Linked DNA regions of Rattus norvegicus: regions 1 and 2 are each linked to region 3. Evidence: chromatin contacts called from public Hi-C data. All regions are on one chromosome and are shown on one strand. Each heading gives the region's core, a stretch centred on a gene start, on an enhancer-like site or on the middle of the called end of the contact. The rest is flanking DNA. Distances are from core to core; before and after follow the strand shown. Region 1 has its middle 25 kb from the start of Rpl21l6. Region 2 has its middle 61 kb from the start of Rpl21l6. Region 3 overlaps Pik3r1 (phosphoinositide-3-kinase regulatory subunit 1).

Region 1 (3,492 bases), core at 143-2,642, 330 kb before region 3:
GGCTAAGCTTGGCTTTCGGCTTAGTTCACTGAATAGCTCAAAATTGTTTTTCAAATGTCCCTGGGATTGGCCAAAACCAAATCTACTTTGCCAAACATTTTACTTAATTTAATAACAAAAATCCCATCTGTATTTTAATGAAAATTTAATCCATATGCTTGATTCACTTTTTGCATTTAATCCATCAAAATATTTTGTAAGAGTTATCTGGAATCCAAAAGGCCTTCTATGTCATTTTTTTTTGTAGAAATGTGTTGGCATAGGACTCTCTCCCTAAGCATTTTCTTCTTCTCCTAATAGGGAAATTCTGCTTTCCCAGCACCCAGATGACTTAGAGCTTGTGCACCCTTTCTGTGGTTCTCCTTTACACCAATTACACTCTTGTGGAATCACTAATCAAAATGGCTCACAAAGATATTCTCATTCTGCATTTCTGTAGTATGTAAGAAAGGAAAGAAGTGAAAGGTTAGGGTGATATGGAATCTTGGCTTTTATTCTGAGGTAGAGCCTAGAAGCCATGCCCTTAGTCCTCCATGTCCATGGAATAATTGAATGTATTTAGGCAGAAGTATTTCATAAGTATTTCATGTCGAAGGGGATGGGGAGGTGGCTAAATATTTCCCATAAAGCTGATTTATAGAGGTTGAATATATATATATATATTGGCTAATTTCTCTCTTTTTTTAAATTAATCATTCAACTCGTTTACATCTCAAATGATATTCCACCTCCCAGTTACCCCTCCACAAACCCCTCATCCCACATCCACACTCTCCTCCTCCTCCTCCACTGTCTCTATGAGGGTATTCTCCCACCCATGCCACCTTCTCCTGCCCCACCGCTCTAACATCCACCTGTACTAGGGCATCAAACCTCCACAGAACCAAGGGCCTCCCCTCCCACTGATTGTCAGACAAGGCTATTCTCTGCTACATATGTATCTGGAGCCATGGATCCCTCCCTGTACACTCTTGGTTAGTAGTCTAGTCCCTGGGAGCTCTGGGTAATTCGGCCAGCTGATATTGCTCTTCCTATGGGGTTGCAATTCCCCTCTGCTCCTTCAGTCCTTCTGCCAGCTCCCCCACCAAGGTCTCTGAGCTCTGAAGGTTGGCTCCAAGCATCCACATCTGCATTGGTCAGTTGCTGGCCAAACCTCCCAAGGTACAGTCACACCAGGTTCCTGTCAGCAAGTGCCTCAAGTTACGTAACATTTCAGGTGACTATAACATAGAAAAGCTCTTCCTAGGCTCATTGGAAAAGAGATTGCAAGTGCAGAGCATTGATAGTTTACTTTGAAGACTAGCTCTGCCTTGCTGGGCAACAGGCAGTCCAGCAGTGGCTAAAGAGAGGAGGGAGGGTGGAAGGGAGAACCAGAAATGGAGGTTTGTGGCCTTGGCTGTGCTCTTCAGTGAGGTCATCGCTCTTCATTGCTGCCCTGCTGGGCCTGTCCTGCTGCCAGGACCCAAAGAGCTTCAGATACAATTGATCTCATTATAGATCAGGACAGACTTGGCTCAGATGGATGGCGGGCTCTCTCCCAGTGATTAGGACAGAGCATACTTTTCTCCCCATCCCCACTCCTATCTCAGTCTTCTGGCTGAAGGTTCTTTTGTCTTTGGATTAATCTAGGGTTAATCTAAGTTTACTTACTTGCTGCAAGTCTGAGCTGGCAAGGTGGACATAATCTTCAAATAACTCTGAAAATGCCACTCCCACCATCAGTGCGTGTGCTAATTTGTTTAACCTCTGTCTACATTGGACCCAGACCAACTCTGAAATACTGGGCACAAGGCTTAGTAGGATTAAATCAAAGATTAGTTCTGCATCTGATCTCAGACGTAGTTCTTACTTTCTTGCCGGCTTGCTAGGAGACTTCTCAGTGCTTTGTTTTTCTCAGAGACAGAGTAGAATGGAAGAATCTGGAAATACAAAAGGAACTTCAGAAGGCTATTAAGGTGCTCCAATAATGACTGCACTTAAACTGTTCCTTCAGTGAGAACTTTTCTCTCAGACACTTGTGGAGGAAGACCACCATTTCCTTGATAAGGCATTCTGTTTCCCCATAATGTATGGTGATTCCCTCACAAGGGTGATTATGATGTTTAGGGAGTGGTGGTGGGCAGATCGGAGAGATACTTGCTTCCTTCCCAAACTTAAGAAGTGAAAAGTAAAGACAGAAGGTAGAGCTCCATGTAGATTCTTCCCGGTGTACAGAAATGAGCTCCATTCTGATTGTAAGTTCTTGACATTCCTTGTTTCTACCTCACTGTCTCTGTCAGAATGATACATGATCTGTGATGTTCTTACATCATTCTAGATTGAGACTTAATTCCTCTGAAAAATAAATTGCAACAGACCCTCTGTTTCTTGCCTAAAATCTTCCTCATTCAACCAGCAATCTGTTTAAGCTAAGATAGAGACTTCTCTGTTCTTTTGGTTCATACTGAAGTGTCTGTTCTCATAGTTAGTAAACTTGCTACTACCAAAGATGAACACTGGGACCTGGGAACCCTCAGATGGGTCCTGGGGACCTGGGAACCCTCAGACGGATCCTGGGGACCTGGGAACCCTCAGATGGGTCCTGGGGACCTGGGAACCCTCAGACGGATCCTGGGGACCTGGGAACCCTCAGATGGGTCCTGGGGACCTGGGAACCCTCAGATGGGTCCTGGGGACCTGGGAACCCTCAGACGGATCCTGGGGACCTGGGAACCCTCAGATGGGTCCTGGGGACCTGGGAACCCTCAGATGGGTCCTGGGGACCTGGGAACCCTCAGACGGATCCTGGGGACCTGGGAACCCTCAGATGGGTCCTGGGGACCTGGGAACCCTCAGATGGGTCCTGGGGACCTGGGAACCCTCAGATGGGTCCTGGGGACCTGGGAACCCTCAGACGGATCCTGGGGACCTGGGAACCCTCAGATGGGTCCTGGGGACCTGGGAACCCTCAGATGGGTCCTGGGGACCTGGGAACCCTCAGATGGGTCCTGGGGACCTGGGAACCCTCAGATGGGTCCTGGGGACCTGGGAACCCTCAGACGGATCCTGGGGACCTGGGAACCCTCAGATGGGTCCTGGGGACCTGGGAACCCTCAGATGGGTCCTGGGGACCTGGGAACCCTCAGATGGGTCCTGGGGACCTGGGAACCCTCAGACGGATCCTGGGGACCTGGGAACCCTCAGACGGAACTGTTGCTACAGTAGGCACACACAAACAAACGGCACACAATTTCCCTTCTAATGGACCTTCATCATGGAGGGGACAGAGCACTCTGCTCTTTCTCATTATATCTACATTTTCTTTTTATTTCTCTATAGATAATAAACTCCAAATAGTCTCTACCTTCCAAGGGAAAATATATAATATCCAGTAAAAACATGTTTTTTTTAAGAAAAGAAAATCCCCAATGTTTCAAGATTATTGATCTTAATGTTCTAGTGATATTGCCTTTACTTGGCAGCACTTACTCAGGGAAAGGCAGGGCTCCCAGT
Region 2 (3,329 bases), core at 192-2,691, 410 kb before region 3:
ATCCCTTAACTGCGGAATGGTCTGGTCTCTGTTTATTTTCTCTCATGCCAAATCCAACTCATCCTCTCATCACGTCCACCCCTCAACTCTGCAGTTCTGCCCCGGGACACTGCGCTTGTGGCCGCTGATAAGAGTCATTCCATTTAGAGTAGCTGGCAGATAGGTGTCCTGTGTATCTGGCCCTGTATAAAGGTATCCAATCCCCAGAAACCTCTGTGGTGGAGCTGGGGCTGTGCGCTTGGCCTTTGTCTGGTCTCTTGGAGATAGTGTGTTTGCCCTCCAGGTAAACTTCATGCTAGTGTTCATTTGAATATTAATGTGCTGTTGTACAATGTCTCTTGCACTATCCCCCCATTCGCTGGGGATTAGGTTGAGCAGGCCATCTTGCTCAGTTTAATCATCCGTTTCAGTGCTGCGGAGGCTGGCTGTGGTGTTGGTTGCGTCCCTTTATACCATCCAAAATGCTCCGGAGCGCTAACCAAATGGAAATGAGCCCCTTCATCTTGCACACAGATAATTAAACTTCAAACACTGTTTATCTTGGTCCCCAAATCCTCAGAATGCAGAAGCAAATTAATTTTAAATCTATATCTGCTTTAAATAGTAATTGTTTAATCAACAGGCTTGATGTATAATTATATTCTTTGTTCGTGCTCCTTGCAGGCTTGAATAGACCACATAATTCCTGGGTTGCTTTCATTTCTGTAATTAAATCACGTGACAGATACTTGCTATATTACAGTTGACTACAGTTGCTTCTCTCTTACCCCCTTTTAGCTTAGAAACGGTTTCTCGGGAACACTTGGATCACAACCGTTCAGCTTAGCAAGGAGCTCCCAGTATTTAGCTTTAATCCTTCCTCTTCGTTCAACTAATAATTTACTTAGGAGCAATCGATTTTTACTGGTGCTTTATCCTTTCAAAGTTGAGGCTTCTTGTCCTTCCTTTGAACTCGTTTTCTCAAAGAACCCCCTTCACACCTCCCTTGACTGCATAGAAATTACCTACGTGAACCTGTGGAAGTCATATTATCTGGACAGATGTTATATATAAGGCTCAAACAGCACAAAAATATTCTGGGATTTTTATTTTTATTTTTTAACCATCTGGGACTTTGAGAAGAAAAAAGGAAGTAATTTTCATTATTAGAAGGAGTGGCTTTGGCTCCAAGGATTTATTTTACTTGCCTGGATTCCTCCCGTAAGAATGAGAACTGGACAGTGGATAATTAGGTCAATGCTGGAATCCATTCTCCAATTGGAATTTGTTTGTCCCACACAATATGCCTGATTTTCTTTGGGTCTGTGCTGGAAATGTGATTGCTTTAGCCAATCTGCCTCTCATTTCCTCTGCCCATCAAAGCCTCCAGCTCATTATCCCTCCGGTTTGCTCTCCTCGAGTTCTCACAGTTTTTAATAGTGTTCTTATCTAGGCAGGCGAAACCGGTAAAGCATTGTTGATCTTGGAACAATCAATACTGTAAACACTGGCAGGAGTGACTGGAGGTCAGAGAGAGAGAGAGAGAGAGAGAGAGAGAGAGAGAGAGAGAGAGAGAGAGAGAGAGAGAGAGAGGACGGCATCTCAAACAACAGCAAAGGAAGGACACTTAGTGCTCGTAGCAATCAGATGGTTTCTTCCTTCACCCTTCAGGGCTGTGTCCAAGCTGGCACTTAGAGAACGATGTCTAAGTTGCACTAAGTTCCACGCCAGTCACTCCTGGGTCTCCTTCACTTTCTCCATCTATTATTCCTTGGGTGGAAAAACCCAGGGAGTATCTGTGGTTCCGATGGGTTCCTCTTACCTCTCCCACTCTGTGCTTCCTGGGCACTGTCTGGACCTTCTGCTTTGATCTAGCTGTGTACGATTATGAGATTATGATTTTCAATGTGATTTCCTACCCCTATTCTGTAATTGTCAGATTTTTATTCCCTCATTCTTTCAGGTATTTGTGGAATACATTTCAAATTATGCCTGGGGAATTAATTTCTGCATTTGTCATATGCCTTTCTACATGTCCTTGCAAATGCTGACATAAATGCATGCCATGTCCACAAATGAGTAATTACCCTGTATTAGCAGATCTAGGATATATTTGGGCTGGAGAACTCTAAACTGAATTTTTTTTCCTTCTCTTTACCGGGATAGTACTCATGATGTAGTTTGAGTTTGTATGTTTTCTAAAGTATGGAATCATGCATGATTATACAAATGATCACACGGATATGCTTTGATTAGATGTTGTGTCAGCTAGAGGTTAGTGAGGAAGCATAAAACAGTTTAATCTCTCAACAGATGCACTGTTCCATAGAACTGGTTGTGCTGTTAGAGTTATAATCAAGACACTGTTGAGGGGGTGAGAAGCGTCTCAGAGTTTGGCAATGGCTAACAGCTGTTTCAGACCTGGGGCAGGCATACCACATGGGGCGGCCGGGATAATGGAGCTGTAGTTGGGGCATCAGGGAGAACAGGGAAGTGAGAGCTCAGAGGAGCTGCTTGTTTTTGAAATTGGGGGTCTGCAGGAGCACTGCAGGACACTCCCGGGGCAAAGAGAAAAAGGATGGACAACTTAGCTTCTCCCTTTCTCCCGCCTTGGTCAAGCTTTCTAGACTCCCATAGCCTAATTATACATGGAGTCACTTATGTGCATGAGATCCAGTTCCCCAGTACACACAGAGTAGGCAGAGGAAGTGGAGAGAGTAGGGCTGAGAGCTAAGAGGTCGATGGTGCACAGATGTGGTCAGCCATACTGAGAAAAGTATGTCGGTCAGCTCTACCCAGCAAAGGAACTTCACACAGGCCCTTTCTCTGTAATCTTGCCAGTTCACCATATGTCATTGTCTGCCTCAATGATCCTTTCTGAATAATGACCCCTAATTCTTACCAACGAGGTCTAACTCTCCAGGATTTTCCTCATTCGAATTTCCTTGATAGCTCAGATGCAATCATTTGCTAACATGCCTCTTAAAAAAAACTGATGCTTTTTTCTTGAAATTTTTTTGAATTTTTAACTGTTTGGTTTGCATGTATGTATGTATGTATGTATGTACGTACGTACGTACGTACGTATGTTTGTATGTATGTATGTATGTATGTATGTATGTATGTATGTATGTATGTATGTATGTTATGGACAGTTGAAAGCTGCCATGTGCTTACTTGGAATGGAACTTCAATACTCTGGAAGAGCAGTTAGTGCTTTTTTTTTTTTTTTTTTTCGGAGCTGGGGACTGAGCAGTTAGTGCTTTTAATTGCTGGGTCAACTCTCCAGTTGGCACAACTTTAGAGCAATGGTTCTCATCCTTCCTAATGCTGCAACCCTTTAATACAGT
Region 3 (3,832 bases), core at 978-3,477:
TTACGAGACCTGCAAACACCTTCACCTTAGTCTATAAAGGGAAGAGGTAAAGCTGGGGGTGCATCTGGTAATTGAGAAAGAGAAACTGAGGATGGCTGGTGAATCTACCTAGGCTGTGACCGTGATTCCCCACGATCACACCAGCTTTTGCACACGTACATGAGGGTGGGCAAACTCAAACTCTTGTCCTAAATTAAGGATGTCACCAACTGCTCCCTTCTCACACCCTGACGTATACAACATGCACCTTTATGCTAACGAGAAGGACCGTCAGAACTGTCAGTTTGCATTTAACAATCTCCACAGAGCACAGGGACCGCCCACTTGGGTCTACTTGTCTTCCGATCTAAGCGGAACTGAACAGAGAGCTAGGAAAGTAACAAGTATCCAGCTAGAAGTACTGTTTTTCAGATCATGCCTTTGCTGAAATGAATGGTGACTGGCTGCTGTGACTAGTCCAATGCTGCAAAGAGAAAAGAACACATTTTCTAAATGCAGGGATTCAACCTTGAGGCCAGTGTGTTACAAGGACAACGAGAAAGGGCGCGTCCCAGGAACCCCAGAATGAACTCAGCATTTCCCTCAGGAGAATGGAGATGCTGGCCAGCTGTGCTGGGTTCAAGTTACATACTGGGTCTGGAGTTACTGGTAATAAACTCAGATGGGGAAAGACGGGAGACACACAGCCTCGATTCTCCCCTTCTCTGGGATCCCAAGAAAGTGCACACCACCTTACCACCCCCCTCCCCTTAACCCTGCCTGTTACAACCCATGACTGCCTCCCCTCCCTCCAGATTCAACAAGTTCACAATTGATAAGGAAACAAACATTGCCAGGTACCGTATTTCAAGAGTCTTCACACTGTTGGACTCAGCCATACTTTGTCATATCATATATCGTTTTCTTTTTCTTTTTCTTTTTTTTTATTGAATAAAGCAGCTTTGAAGCTTATCAGGGCCCTGCCCAACATTTAGTCCGAGAAAAAAAAAAAAATCTGTTATGAACTTTTTAACCTTGGGCTAACAGCCAAGTACTCTGTACAAGAAAAACTGTAAAATATTTCATAGTTTTAATTCTGAAGCCATTTTTCCTTTCTGGCATCCTGTACATTTATTTTATTTTATTTTTTTTAAAAAAAAGTAAGAATAACAAAAACAAATATTAACAAAAGTCAGGGACAGTATTTTCAAGCAACAAAATCCTGGGGTGAGGAAAGCTTACTCTGAAGGTGATCGGAAACTGGTAACAACGTAATAAAAATCGAGAATTGCATAGCGCTGCACGTTCAGCCTTTAGCAAAACAAAAACAGAAGCTATTTGGTATTGATACAAATCCATCTATTTGATAGTTAGTCACTCGTTATTATGTACATGTTTTATATACTGAATGTCATTTTTAAGTCCCCTTGTCCACACTCTTTTTCTCTGTTGGCAGGTTGTTGGTTTGACAAGCTTGAACAAAAAGGTTTTCTGGTGTTTTTGTTTTTCCTCCGAACGCACTGCATCGATGTTCTCTCTCTGAGCAGACGCGGCTCTCTGCTACATGTCATCCGTTCATTTAAAAAGGAAACAATCCACAGTGCGATGTGTCTGGGATCACCACACCCAGTGACACCCAGGCTAAACCAGGCTGGACCGAGCGGCCCCAGGTGCAGGCTCCTCGGCCCTGTCTACCTTCTGGTCTCCAAAGTCCCAACTTGTAGCTGGTAAAGCTTCAGAAAGCGTTCACAAGCACCATGGTTAAAGGCCTCTTTGTCCTTGCACGGAGAGATTTTTTTGCATTTCTTTTTCCTCTGTGTATTGTGGCTTTAAATTAAAAGAAAAAAAAAAAAAAAAAAAAGAAAGATAAGGTTAGAAACGTCTGGTCATCCAACAGCCCTAGGCTGCATGTCTTCCCCGACTTCTTTTTGTCCAAGAAAGCTCTAGTCCCATGTGCAGACATCCGGCTTCGATTCCGCAGCTCAGTTCACAGGTCGGGCTGGAGAGGAGCCCTTTGCTTCCCAGAGGCCTTGGGTGGCTTGAAGGTGAGGAACTGTATCCGAGGGAGGGCAGCGCTTCATCGCCTCTGTTGTGCATATACTGGGTATGCTAGTGTGACATTGAGGGAGTCATTGTGCTGCACCAGGGAGGTGTGTTGGTAATGTAGCACCAGCTCTTTCAGGGAGCTGTACAGGTTGTAGGGCTCGGCGAAGCCATAGCCGGTGGCAGTCTTGTTGATGACGCAATGTTTGACTTCGCCATCTACCCTGGAAAGGGGAAGGGAACAAGAAAAGCCTTTTGAGCTGGTCCCAGACAATCTGGAATGCCGCTGTAGGGTATTTTTAACAAAGCTGTCCTCATGGAGGGGGCACAGTGAATGGTCTGTTTCACTCCTGGAGAACCAAAGCCCCAAAGCCACAGTAGACTATTAGTGCCCTTTATGCTGGGGAAGCAACACGCACAGCATTTGAGCCTCCTTCACTAGACTGCTAAACGTTTTAACAAAAGGAGAGGCATAACCCGTGTGTATGGAGTAGGGTTCCTACGAGATGTGAGCGCTTGCTAGACGTGTGGCTGGATGTGCCATGTGGCCAGCATGTGACAAATGGCAGCTTCCGACCTTTCAGGTGCTGTTGTTACTATCTCAGTAGGACCACGTGCTAGCTTCCCTCCTTCCAGTTATAATCAACAGGTCTCTTCAGCTCTCCTTGAAATGCCATCAAAGCTCTCCATCTTGGCATTTATTCTGCATTCTCCTAGTCTCTCATCCTAACTCAAAAGCTCTCCCTGTCTTTCTCATAGGGATAGCTCTTAAACGAAGCCGTGGTTTTTTTTTTAGTGTCTTTCCATACAAGAGGATGGTTATTTTTCTGTCCCTGTGATGCTAGTGACTCCCAACCTTCCTTGCATCGTTCTTTCGGCTGACTGGGGTCTCCATGTGGCAGCCTATGCTGAACTCAGTCACTCACCATCCTCTTGCCCAAGCCTCTGAGTGCTAGGATTACAGGCGCCATACTCCGCCTTCCGACTGTACTTTTTAAAGTACCCCTTCCACAGAGTTAAGGGGTAAAAAGAAACTAGACTACAAGATAGAAATGTGTCCACTTCTGGGGGTATCTCTGAACGATCGCAATGGAGTCCTTGCTCTTGTTTAGGTCATCCCTGAAGGAGTGCCTGGTCTACTTCAGGTGTTCTCACAGAAACGTGACTGTGCGTTCTAACTATATGGACTCTTAGAGGGGTGGGAATAGTGGGCCATCTCTGTTTATAACTAAGAAAGAAAGAAAAACCACTTGTCCCAGCTGTCCAACCAAATGGCAGAGGGGTCTCTCCGTTAGGTGTTCTAAACAGAATCGTTTTCACATTCTAATGGCCGACGAATAGCTGAAACAGGAGGAGGAAGTGGCTTTGAGCTACTTACACTACAGAGCAGGCATAGCAGCCCTGCTTACTGCTCTCCCGGACCAGGAAAGTGCCATCTCGTTTCCCTCGCAATAGGTTCTCGGCTTTGTTTCGGTTGCTGCTCCCCACATTCCACGTCTTCTCATCATGGTGGGGCAAATCCTCGTCATCTTCTACCAGTGAGTATTGGCTGCACAGGCAGAAGGGAAGGTTTGTGACTGAAGAGTGTGGGAACCCAGCCTGCCCCCAGGTCTCCTTCCAAGCAAGTCAATCAGATGACTCAGCTCTCTCTGCTCTCCTTGTGTCTGGCCTTCTCACCAACCCCCAGGGTGAACGGTGAGCAGAACCTTATTACTACCTCCTCTTGCTAGTCCGAGGCCACCCTTAGATACCCGGGCAGGGGCAGAAATCAGAAGACTGCCCGTTCGGAAATAATTCAAGCCAAACATAT

What was found. A called contact is a pair of places that touch in the nucleus more often than the background predicts.
Region 1: a contact with region 3 is called in a Hi-C map of liver, with 2.7 times the contacts expected there. The contact joins two enhancer-like sites. A contact is called at or near these places in 3 of 12 Hi-C or Micro-C datasets (kidney and liver).
Region 2: a contact with region 3 is called in a Hi-C map of liver, with 2.4 times the contacts expected there. The contact joins two enhancer-like sites. A contact is called at or near these places in 6 of 12 Hi-C or Micro-C datasets (the A7r5 cell line, frontal cortex, kidney and 2 more) and 1 of 1 datasets of contacts at active chromatin or transcription factors (oligodendrocytes).

The regions. Positions count from the first base shown.
Region 1 is chr2:34,286,934-34,290,425 of GRCr8, forward strand. No RefSeq gene overlaps it. Among named protein-coding and RNA genes, the nearest start is that of Rpl21l6, 25 kb to the left of the region's middle. Within about 2 kb of position 1,393, at least 11 of the 93 cell types and tissues checked have an H3K27ac peak or open chromatin away from gene starts, as enhancers often do. A contact at or near this core is called in liver, where this site is marked.
Region 2 is chr2:34,201,135-34,204,463 of GRCr8, forward strand. No RefSeq gene overlaps it. Among named protein-coding and RNA genes, the nearest start is that of Rpl21l6, 61 kb to the right of the region's middle. Within about 2 kb of position 1,442, at least 3 of the 93 cell types and tissues checked have an H3K27ac peak or open chromatin away from gene starts, as enhancers often do. A contact at or near this core is called in liver, where this site is marked.
Region 3 is chr2:34,614,929-34,618,760 of GRCr8, forward strand. It overlaps Pik3r1 (phosphoinositide-3-kinase regulatory subunit 1), which reads right to left. Exons shown (of 16, transcript NM_013005.2): 15 at 3,401-3,571; 16 at 1-2,246. The coding sequence ends at 2,057. Among named protein-coding and RNA genes, the nearest start is that of Pik3r1, 81 kb to the right of the region's middle. Within about 2 kb of position 2,228, at least 3 of the 93 cell types and tissues checked have an H3K27ac peak or open chromatin away from gene starts, as enhancers often do. A contact at or near this core is called in liver, where this site is marked.